3 separate regions of the Macaca mulatta genome follow, and all the other regions are linked to region 1. Evidence: chromatin contacts called from public Hi-C data. All regions are on one chromosome and are shown on one strand. Each heading gives the region's core, a stretch centred on a gene start, on an enhancer-like site or on the middle of the called end of the contact. The rest is flanking DNA. Distances are from core to core; before and after follow the strand shown.

Region 1 (3,971 bases), core at 467-2,966:
GAGACAAGGGACAAGGTTTCGCCACGTTGCCCAGGCTAGTGTCGAACTCCTGGGCTCAAGTGATCCGCCTGCCTGGGCCTCTCAAAGTGCTGGGATTACAGGCCTGAGCCACAGGGCCCGGCCCACTATTTTTATCACTCAAGATTTTCGTCTGCAGCAGCTATTATTGGGGTGGCTACCTAATGGGAAATTTTTCTATTTCCACTATTCCTTCCACATTTATTGACAGGAAAGTTAGTCTAAGGAAGAGCTGTACCCTCACTTACTCATATCCTCCTTTTCCTTTTTTTTTTTTTTTTTTTTTTTGAGACGGACTCTCACTCTATCGCCCAGGCTGGAGTGAAAGTGGTGCCATCTCGGAGCACTGCAGCCTGGAACTCCTGGATTCAGGCGATCCTTCCACCTCAGCCTCCCGAGCAGCTCGGACCACAGGCACCCGCCACCAAGCAGCTAATTAAAAAAATTTTTTGAGCCAAGCGCAGTGCCTAACGCCTGTAATCCCAGCACTTTCGGAGGCCGAGGCAGGCAGATCAATTGAGCCCAGGAGTTTGATACCAGCCTGGCCAACATGGTGAAACCCCGTCTCTACCAAAAACATAAAAATTAGCCGGGCGTGCTGGTGGCGCCTGTAATCCCAGTTACTCGGATGGGTGAGCCAGGAGAACCACTTGAACCCGGGAGGTAGAAGTTGCACCCCAGCCTGGGTGACAAAGCGAGACTCCATCTCAAAAAAAAAAAATGTAGATACTGGGGTCTCACTATGTTGGCCTGGCTGGTCTCGAACTCCTGGGCTCAAGTAATCCTCCTGCCTCGACCTCCCAAAGCTCTAGGGATTACAGGCGCAAGCCACCGCGTCCGGCCTAACCCTCCCTGTTTGGGATCTCCTGTTATAGTATTAGAAAATGGAAAAGCTCCAGACAGTTGAGCACACGCGTTCTTTGTAAATGATGACGTCTGATACAGTGATGCTTTCAACCGGGTTGTGTAACGCCTGTGTGTGCACGGTCTCTTCTGCAGTCTCCACTGAAGGTGGCCCGTCTGCGCGTCCGCTCCCGGCTTACCCCGCGCTCCCTGTTCCCGGCATTCCCGGCGCTCCCCGCGCTTCCCGCGCTCCCCCGCTCCCGGCATTCCCGGCATTTCCCGTTCCCGTCGCTCCTCGCGGCCGCCGCCCTCCGGCCGGCGAGCCCCGCCCGGGCAGCGACTGTTAGCGCGACAGCGGCCTGGGGGTCTGGTCCCGCCCGCGCGGCCGCGCTATTGGGCCGCGCGCCGCGGACGCGCGCGCTACGCGCCACCGATTGGCGGCCTCCGCAGCCCGCTCCGCGGCTCCCCCAATGCGGGGCGGCCGCGTGCGGGGATTGGCCGCGCGCTGCGAAGGTCCGCCCTCCGCTCGCCCGGCGCGGCAGGCTGGTCCCGGCGACCGGAGGGTCTGGACAGGCTTTCCAGATGGCTGCGGCGGTCGGTCGGTGAGGCTTTCCCGGCTGTGGTCTGGCTGCGGGCGGCTCGGGTAGCCCGCGGGCGCCTCAGGTAGGTGCGGGGCGCGAGGGGCGCCCCGCGGGCGGGCGGGCGGGCGCTGCGGCCTGCGCGAGGGCGCGCCCTTCCCTCCCGCCTCCCTCCGGGACCGAGGCCGCGGGTGGGGCGGGGCCGGGGCGCGGAGCCCGGCCTTTGTGAGGCAACATGGCCGCGGGCGGTGGAGAGCGCGGGGTGGGGACCCCTCCGGGGCTGGGGGGGCTGGCCCCGGGCCCAGGCGTTGCCGACTCTGGTCGCTGTCCGCAGGGGTAAAGAGGCTCCTCTCCCTGCGGGCCCGAAGCCCTAGCATCGCCTTCAGGCGGGAAAGGTGTGGGCAGGGACAGTGCTCGCCTGGGACCCTGCTGGCGTTAACACAGTTTGGGAAATCCAAGAAGTCGCCTAAGTCTTTTTGTCCACCAAATGCTCACTGGTTGAGTGTCACGTAGATAATTGGGATACGGTTTTATTGTAACAATGAGCATGGCGGAAATAAATGGAAGGTGGCAACCTGTTGACAGTGATGCCTGTCTGGTGTCAACCGATGGACTTGGCTTTCTTGTGGCAGGAGTCTGATTTGCCTTTTTGCATGCTTGCATGTACCTTGTTCCTGTACGGCAGTCCCGTCTATGGCTGTCGACTGTTCGAGGCCAACCACCAGGCGAGGATCCACTATTTCCTGGCCAGACTAGACTCCTGGCTGTGGGTGTGGCCCAAACCCTGCTGCAGGCCTTCACTCACAAAAGGGAGTGAATGGCCAGCGCGGGGTACCCAGTGTTGCCTCTAAGTGCGGGATGTGAGGCCTGTTGGAGGATGACAAAAGGAACGGATGAGGTCATACTGCCGCTGGGTTGGGCGGGAGGCTGCAGCGGGAGAGACTTGACCAAAAAGCAGCATCCATGGCGCTGGCACTGGTGCTGGCCGGTCGCGGCCAGTGCCTCGGTTAGCTAGCACAGCAAGTGGACTAGGAAGAAGGGTGCTGTCCAAGTGTATGGGTTTTCTCCCCGTGCCAGGGGTCCAGGGGAGCTTGCCTTGAGCCCATTCCTGTCTGATGGTCCTGTTGGCAAGGCAGGGTTTGCATCCGGTGTTTGGTCAGCTGGAGCAGTGGGGAGGCCTATGGGCGGAGAGCTCCCCTTTGAGCCCTTTGCGGCCAGGCACTGTGTGGAGCACTTCCCAGGGGTTGTTTTGTAGTCTCACCACGACCTTGGGGTAGGAAATGTGCTTTCTGGCTGGCTTGCCCAGTCTTAGACTCTGTTGTTGTAGCCCCCTCCTTTGTGATGTCATCCAGCCTCCTGGCTTTAATGCCAACTTTCCTTGACATCTTAACAGCTCCAGCCCTGGCCTCCCTTCTAGGCTCCAGCCTGGTGTTTCTGGCCACCTCTTCTATATCTCCATGTGTTACTCTGGTGCCAAATAGCCATATCCAAACCAAACTCAAATCTTCACCCATGCCAAAACATTCCTTGGCCTGTCTAAAGTCCCTTTGATTCCTCTTTTTCTTATAACTTCATGCAGTTGACAGGAGGCCCTGTCAACTCACCTTCTATTTCTAAGCACAGACCGTTTTCCACCACCTCCAGGTTAACATCCTGGCCCAGCCTACCTAGTGAACCTCTAATTCTCTTTACTGTCACCTTTGGTCCTCACTCCCCATCCACCACCTATAGTTTTTCTGGACACAGAGTGATTCTTCTTCCTCTTCTTTTTTTTTTTTTTTTTTTTTTTTAAGACAGAATCTTGCCCTGTCGCCCAGACTGGAGTGCAGTGGTGCGATCTCAGCTCACGCAACTTCTGCCTCCCGGGTTCAAGTGATTCTCCTGCCTCAGCCTCCCAAGTAGCTGGGACTGCAGGCTTCCACAACCACCGCGCCCAGCTGATTTTTGTATTTTTAGTAGAGACGGGGTTTCACCATGTTGGCCGGGCTGGTCTCAAACTCCTGACCTCAAATGATCTGCCTGCCTCAGCCTCCCAAAGCCCTGGGATTACAGGCGTCAGCCACTATGCCTGGACACAGAGTGACCTTTTTTTTTTTTTTTTGAGATGGAATCTCACTTTGTTGCCCAGGCTGGAGTGCAGTGGCGCAATCTCCGCTCACTGCAATCTCCACCTCCTGGGTTCATGCCATTCTCCTGCCTCAGCCTCCTGAGTAGCTGGGACTATAGGCACCCACCACCATGCCCGGCTAATTTTTTGTTTTTTTAGTAGAGATGGGGTTCAACATGTTAGCCAGGATGGTCTTGATCTCCTGACCTTGTGATCCACCTGCCTCGGCCTCCCAAAGTGCTGGGATTACAGGCGTGAGCCACCGCACCCGGCCCAGAGTGATTCTTTTAAACCATAAGATGGTATAAAACAGAGGTGGTGTAGATGCAAGCCAGCTTGCCTGCTTGTAAAGCAGTTCCATCACTTCCTAGCTGTGCGACCTTGAGCACATGAGTGAACCTTTCTTTCATAGTGCTATGTGAGAA
Region 2 (3,623 bases), core at 469-2,968, 38 kb after region 1:
CAGCACTTGTGCCTGGAAACCCTGATTTCCCCACAGGGGCTGGCAGTCAAACAAGAGGAATAGCTGATAGCTATGTGATAAGTTACCAGAGAAAACAAAAAGATCAACAGGAAGGGTGAGCAAAAGCAAAGTTTTCAAATCCCGGGATAGGGGTTTGTGGCCACCGAAGTCTAGCCTGACCTGCTGGGGTGATGGCCTGACCCCCTCCAGTGGGCAGCAGGCCTTGTTGTGCTTGTGCCTCTGCTCGAGCAGCCAGGGCAGCAAGGCACGGTTGGTGCTCCCGATTTCCCTGTAAGAGGAGCAGATCTGTGGTTGGACTCCACCTACTGTCCCCCACCCATGCTAGGCCACTCCCCAATGTCCAGGCTCCCAATCCCTCCTTTCGGACCTCATTGTGCCCCCTGTAACATGGGTGTCCCACTCGCTAGCTCCCAAAGGGGCCGCCAGATCCTGTGCTGGGCCTCCCGACTGGTGCACAGGCAGGCTGAGGAAGCACAGGGCCGGGCAGAGCCCCAGCCAGGAGGGGTGTCTTGCGCCCTCACTCACTTGGCGAGTTTCTGCAGCACCTGCTCGCACTCCAGCTGCTTCCGCTCAAGCTGCTCAGCATAGGGCACTGTCCATAGAGGGGTCACCACGTCGGCCACTCGTGTTGCTGGTGGCTCACTCTCACCCTCCTGTCGCCTCCTCCTGGCCATGGGGTCGGCCTTGGGTCGGGCCAGGCGCACACTGAGTGGGCGGCCTTTCCAGAGGGCACCATGCAAAACTCGCAGGGCCTTGTCCCTCTCTGCAGCGCTGCGGAATGTCACAAAGGCGCAGGGTGGTTGCCCAAAGAGTTTGGTTTTGTGGGGCTGCAGGCCAAAGCGGCCCAGGAAGCGCCGGACGTCGCTGAAGCTGGCGTGGCGAGGCACGTTCTGCAGCTCCAGTTTGAAGATCTCAGAGGTAAACAAGTCATCCCTGATGTAGCTGTAGAGCCCAGGTTGAGGCCCCGGCCCTGTAGCTGCTCCAGCGCCCTCTTTCTCCACCTCCTCCAGGGCTGCCGGGTCTGCAGGGAGCACCGAGGCTGTAGGGCAGCTCGGGGCACTGCTGCTCTCCTGGCCACAGCTCTCCATGGGCTTTGGGCCCTGTGTGGGGACAGATGGGGTGCTACGGTGAGGACTAGACCCTGGGGCCTGGCCCCCCAGGTTCCCCTATGGCACACCCAAACCTCCGTCGGTGCACTCTGCACTCAACCCTGCCCCTCCCCTCCCCCATTCTACCCTCCCGACCCCATTCCCGTCTCCTTTCCTCCCCCATCGCATCCTCCTCGTCCCCACCTATTCTCTGGCAGGTTTCCTGCCCCACCCCGCCTCCTCCCACCCCATCCCCGTCTCTACCCAGCGTCTCCCCGCACTCTACCTCGTTGTCGAGGTTCTCACTCATCGTTCAGGCGGTTCTCCGCCTAGACCAGGGGTGCCACGGGGGCCGCCTGGTCACCTCGTCCTGGGCCTGTCACAAGGGAAGTGCTCAGAGGGGAAGTGCTCAGAGAGCCAGTGCAACGCCGCGAGGTCGCCGCCAGCCCCGGCTTCGACCCAGATGGGGCGGTACTCGAACCTGCGGTGCTCAGGTCCTGGTCTCAGGCTTCGGGCTGCACCGCCCGCCCGCCAGGGGCCCGCGCCGGCCGCACGCTTCGCCAGCCACTCTTAGTCCGCCAGCGCGTGCCGCGGAGGCCGAGCGTCTCTATGATCCTGACTTCCTGCAACATCATAGCCACGCGCCGGCTCCAACCACTTTAGCCAGCTCTTGGGGCGCGCGTGGCCGGGACGGAAGTGCGCGCAGGGGTCGCCGGGAATGCGCGCTCCTCTGGCTGACGGGCGGGCCGGGCATGCGCCACGGGCGTTTTGGCGGGAAGCGCGGGGCGGGCCGGACAATGAGAGTGTCCGCCGCCTGAGCCAATAAAGCTGTACTGGTTTTGAATCGCGGCGCGTTTCCCGCCGCTGGGGTCAGGGGTCGAGGTTCGGGTCGCGGGGCGGAGGGAAGAGCGGGCGGGCGGGAGGCGCCGGCGCCAGACGCGGAGGGAAGGAGCTACGAGTAGCCGCCCAGAGGCCGCGGAGCCAGCGACGACCGACCCAGCCGAGCCGCCGCCGCCGCCGCGCCCCCATGGCGGCCGCCAAGGTGCGGCCTGGCCCAAGCGGGGACAGGGTGGGCGGGCGGGGCCGGTGGGACCGGGGCCGTTATCAGCGGCCACGTGGGCGGCCCGCGCAGCAGCCACCAACCCCCGCCGGCCTGCAGGTTCGGCCGTCTGCTGGGCCTCGGTGGCGCGGGGTCGGGACGCGTGGGGTTTGGGGGCTCGAGGCCTGCGGAGTTGGGGCTTCTGGGGGTGCAGGCTCTGCAGAGGCCTGGGGGCTGCAGGGCGCCCGCGTGACCTTGGGGTGGGTTGGGGGCGGCCGTCGCCACGCGGGGCGGCCCCAGCCTCCGGGAACTGGTGCGGGCGGCGGGTTTCCTCCGGCTCGGCCCACTTGGGGCTTCCCACTAGTACGGTGCATTTATTCCTTCCGTCGCCCACGCAGCACTTCATTCATTCGGTTCTCACGTGTGGAACCGGCTCTGGCCTCTGTGGCAGAAGCTCGCGTTCCAGCGTGGGGCACAGGTCCTGGACGCGCCGACCCGGGCGGCGGCTTTGTTGGCTGAGGTGTATGGTTGAGTGCGGGCCGCTGCAGAGCCGCAGTGCTGTGGGAAACACAGAAGAGCAGCGAAAAGCTTATGTTTTCTTTTCCAGTTTGAGTCTAGTGGTGAAGTCTTAGGTCTCTTATGGACTTCTGGGTGACCAAGGCACGTGTTCTGGAAGACTCGAACCTAAAATATGATTATTGGTGCTCTCTTATCCTCTAAATTGGGTCAGGATTTCATGACTTTCACCGGTACAATTTATCTAGTTACTAACTTAATTTCTTGAACTGTGAAAAAATTGCTGGCAGAGCTATGAATCCAATGTAAATACTACCAGTCCTGTAGCGACTTTTTTCATTCTAGTAAGCAAGAGCACAACTATTTCCTAATTAGTAAAAGCTGAAATAGTTACATTTTGCTTTAAAGTAACATTTCAAAATCTATTTCGACCCATCATTGTGTCCTTTGATCTTCACACAGCAGGTATCGTCTGCATTTTATGGATGAGGAAGAAACTGATGCTCAAAGAGATGAGGCAGTTACTCCCAGGCCACTCTGCAAGTGCTGGCGGAGTTGTAGGGCCCACCATCAGTCTGTGCACAGATCTGACTGATGTCTGTCAATCTGGGGGAGGGGCCCCAAACTCGGGTGTCTCGCTGTAGGCTCATGCACTGAGTGTATGGAGCTGGGCGTAAATGCAAACCTTTCCTAGCGTGGAAGAGAGGGCCTAATTTCTTGCTTTGGGGTGGAGCCCATCCTTGTAGCTGAAGTCCCTTCACTGTCGGGGGGCAGACCACTGCAGGCACTGGTTGGGCTCTGGCTGTGAGCCGGATCCATAGGCCAGCAGTGTAACCTCTTTGTATTTCCTCAGGACACTCATGAGGACCATGATACTTCCACTGAGAATACAGACGAATCCAACCATGACCCTCAGTTTGAGCCAATAGTTTCTCTTCCTGAGCAAGAAATTAAAACGC
Region 3 (3,610 bases), core at 98-2,597, 61 kb before region 1:
CATCACCCCCAAGCCTCAGATCCCACTTGTCCACCATCACCACCTCTTGGCCCTACAGATTGCATAGATTTGGCTGCTTAGAGGGAAATCACTGGTACCAGCCCTACACGATCCCACTGCTGGATGGTGGGAGAGACAACTATGTCTGGCTAGGTCTGCGGCCCACTGGCCATGAGTCCCTGGACATCTGGAGTCCTTGGTTTACTTGTTATAAAAGGTTCTGTTGGATTCCAGGAGAAACACAGATAAGACAGCAAAAGTGTGGAGCACAACGGGCCTGCATGTAGGTCCAGGTTAGACTCTTGCCTTTGCTGATTACCAGCCAGGTTCTTCCCATCCCTGAGCCCCAGTTTTCTGCAGGGCATCAGGGCACCTAGGTCTTCAACGCAGGTTGAAGCCTCTCGTGCTTGCCACCTTTTTTGACTTCAACTGAATGACATAACTCCTCCAAGTCTCAGTGTTTACATGTTTACATCTATAAAGTGGGGTGAAAGAACTGCTGACCCAGACATTGGGTTTAAAGTGCTTTACACATTATCATTATCCCTAATGTCCTTGTCATCCATGTCATAGTTTTTTGAGTGCTCACTCTTTGAGGCAGGGCATGGGCCTCTGGGCTTTGACTCTCCACCTTTCTGCCACATAGGCCCAGGCACAGCCCAGAGGCCACTGGAGCAGGGGTCCCAGCTCATGCCTCTGTCCTGTTGGGAGGGCCCCAGTCAGTGTCCACCTGCTCGCCTTGCACAAGTCAAGCTGGGCCAGCCCCTCGTCACTGGGGCCTGGACCTGGATGTGAGCTCAGAGGCTACAGTGTAGGGGTGAAAGTAGGGGAGGGGATGGGTGTGCAAGGTATAGTACTCAAATGCCTAGTCCAGGGTCTGGGGTCCATACTGGGAATGGCAGGGACATCAAGGAGGAAAGAGCCGACCTGGAGGCCATAAAGTGAAGGAAAGGATGGCCAGGAGGAGGATGGCCAGGTCTAGAGGCGGGGTTGAGTGGACAGGATGGGAAGACCAAGTCGCAGTCTGAGGGGGCCGTTCTGGAAGTGAGCATTCCTGTAGCTCTTTCGAGAGAGGCTGCAGGGTAGGCAGGTGACAGATGGTGTCCATGAGGGCATGAGCTGAGGAGCGGCTGCAACCTTCCAGGGCGTCCCCGCAGGCAGGGAGTCGCGGAGTACCCGAAGGCCGCGGGATCGGGAAGCGCTCAGACGCCTGCGCAGCCCCAAGCCATGGCGCAGCCTCGGGGGCGGGGCGCCAGGAGACTGCAGCCTCCGAGCGACAGCGCGCGCAGCCAACGGGACTCCGGCATGCGGCGCGCCGCCCCGCCCCTCGCTGCGCGGCCCAATGGTGAAGGCGCCGGCTTCGGGCCGGGCGGGGACTGGGCTGGCTGCGGTGGCGCGCGGGCGCGGCACCCGGAAGTCGGCGGCGGCGGCGGAGGCGGTGAGTGCGCGGCTCCGGGGCTGGCCGACTCCTCTGGTTGCCTGGCCGGCCTGGGCTCGGGGGCACCGGGCTCTGGGTGCGCGGACCGGGCTAGGCTGCTTGAAGGTGGGTGGGCTGGCCGCACCGCCTTGCCCTGCCTCAGTTTCCCCTTTCTGAGGTATGGTATAGAATCAGGCGGCTGGGTCAGGGGCTACCACGTCGATCCGGCCGACGAAAATGCCCCGCGCCTTACTGGAAGGCGTTTTTGATACTACCCGCTGACACGGGATGCGAGGGACACTGGCAGGTGGGAACCAGACTCGCTGCGGGGAGGCTGAGACTGACAGGGCCGGGAGCTGCGTGGTCCCTGCAGGGTGGGTGGGCTGCGCGGCCTTGGCAGCATCAGGGACAGCTCTGGAGCCCAGTCACTCTGTCCCCTACCTGCGGCCTGCTGCGGGCCAGCAGGGTGACAGCTAATGTGGGTGTGAGTAGTTAGTAAGTGCTGGGTCATCCCTGCGCCTGAATGCGGCCTTCCTGGGGAGGTTTGGGTAGTTACATCCCCCACCCCCACCTCCAGGGCATCAGAGGTAGGGGCTGGCAGGGCTGCACTCAGGGCAGTCCTTGCCCCACCGCAGCCTGGGCTTTGCCCGTTTTCCTCTAGGGAAGTGGGCACAGAGAGGGCTGTTTGCTGAGACCCCCCACCTTCCCTGCCCCCAGCACCTCTTCTGTGCTCCCTTGGCTTCCTGCTGGGCCACAAGCTTTAGAGTGAACCTTCTGCCCTTGGACAAGTCCCTGGGCCTCAGGCCCCCTTCCTCTTCAGGAATGTCACATGCCCTGTCCTGGCCAGGGCTGTCTGCACTGGCCAGGCCTATTGTGTGGCTCCAGACCTACTAACCACTGTTTTGCTGCCACTCTGGGGGCAGAGCCCTCTTCCATGAGGCAGATGTGACAGCAGCTGTAAGGGGTAGCTGAGTAGCTCTTTGGAAGGCTTTCTCACGCTAGCTCATTTGCCTTTGGGCAGCCTTTTGGGGCAAGCATTCTTTGATCCAGTCCTGCTCCCACAAGGAAAACTCAGGCTAAGGGGACAGATGGTGTTCCCAAGGTCATTCAGATCCAGGGCCCGCTCCCAGTGCCTCTACTACTCCTGGGCCACTCTCCTAGGAGTTTTCCTGCATCTGTGTCCTGTTGGGTGGGTTGGGGGCAGCTGGAGAGGGTGACCATGTTGTTAGATGGACACAGCAGAGCCTCTGTTCCCGCAGGATCCTACTGCTCTGGTGGTCCAGGGTGGGGTGCCCTGGTGCCCCCACCCTCTTGGGCCCCTACACAGCTTTGTGTTACTTGCATGTCCCCAGACTGCAGGCCCCTCAGACCAAGCGCCTGCCTGCTGTGATGTGTGGTGGCCATAGCCCTTCCCTGAGCTGAGATGACCAGCTGTCAGCTCTGCCTGGGCTGCCAGCCCTTTGTGCTTCCTTGGTCTTCACTTGTGGGCTGTCATTCTGATTACGTTTTGCAGTGTGTGTAATCACACGTAGTGTCTTGGGAACTTGATCCTGTGCCTGGCTTCTGCACCAGATGGTGAACTTGGAGGGCACCCTGGTGCCCACCTAAGCGTGCTGCTTCTGAAAACACCCACAGATATATGAGGGACTTCTCAGGGACCCCAGAAGGGGTCTGGAGAGAAACAGCCCAGGACAGGGAGGCTGGGAAGACTTCTCGAAGTAGGGCCATGCTTGTCATTGACACTCCAGATGCATGAGAAGCAGGGCCCATCCTTTGGTGATATGTCAGTCAGCACATGGCAGCAGCATGGCAGAGCCTGGCCTTTGTTGGCCCCTACCATAGGGTTTGGGCTATCTTGAAAACAAGCCTATCCCTACCATAAGGATGGGCTCTGTGAAAACAAGGTCACCCGAGAAGGACTGAGCTGCCTTTTGAGGTTATCACTGCAGCTTTTTCCCCTTTTTCTCTCAACTTCCTTTTTAGATTGCAAAAATAGTTTATGCATGCTTAAAAATAAAAAAGGCCGGCCTCCTTCTCCCAGCGGCTGCTCCCCTGGTGCGCTTGCTGACATTTGAGGGTGCATCCATCAAGATCTTCAGTGCCACGCTAACTTGAAGTGCTTGCCTTCACCCTCTTTGCAGGCGTGGTAGGAGTGCCCCCTTTTTGTTTTCACTAACCACTCAGGCCGCAGGG

What was found. A called contact is a pair of places that touch in the nucleus more often than the background predicts.
Region 2: a Hi-C map of fetal cortex germinal zone shows a contact between it and region 1, with 2.7 times the contacts expected there. The contact joins the promoter of TRMT2A here to the promoter of DGCR8 in region 1. A contact is called at or near these places in 5 of 14 Hi-C or Micro-C datasets (cortical neurons, fetal cortex germinal zone, fetal cortical plate and 2 more).
Region 3: a contact with region 1 is called in a Hi-C map of fetal cortex germinal zone, with 2.2 times the contacts expected there. The contact joins the promoter of TANGO2 here to the promoter of DGCR8 in region 1. A contact is called at or near these places in 3 of 14 Hi-C or Micro-C datasets (cortical neurons, fetal cortex germinal zone and liver).

The regions. Positions count from the first base shown.
Region 1 is chr10:32,602,731-32,606,701 of T2T-MMU8v2.0, reverse strand. It overlaps DGCR8 (DGCR8 microprocessor complex subunit), which reads left to right and starts at 1,716. Exons shown (of 14, transcript NM_001194750.1): 1 at 1,716-1,834.
Region 2 is chr10:32,564,795-32,568,417 of T2T-MMU8v2.0, reverse strand. It overlaps TRMT2A (tRNA methyltransferase 2 homolog A), which reads right to left and starts at 1,718. Exons shown (of 13, transcript XM_077950841.1): 1 at 1,591-1,718; 2 at 1,396-1,485; 3 at 547-1,121; 4 at 181-289. The coding sequence starts at 1,419. RANBP1 (RAN binding protein 1) reads left to right here and starts at 2,003. Exons shown (of 6, transcript NM_001260864.2): 1 at 2,003-2,151; 2 at 3,518-3,623. The coding sequence starts at 2,137.
Region 3 is chr10:32,663,426-32,667,035 of T2T-MMU8v2.0, reverse strand. It overlaps TANGO2 (transport and golgi organization 2 homolog), which reads left to right and starts at 1,347. Exons shown (of 9, transcript XM_015149734.3): 1 at 1,347-1,438.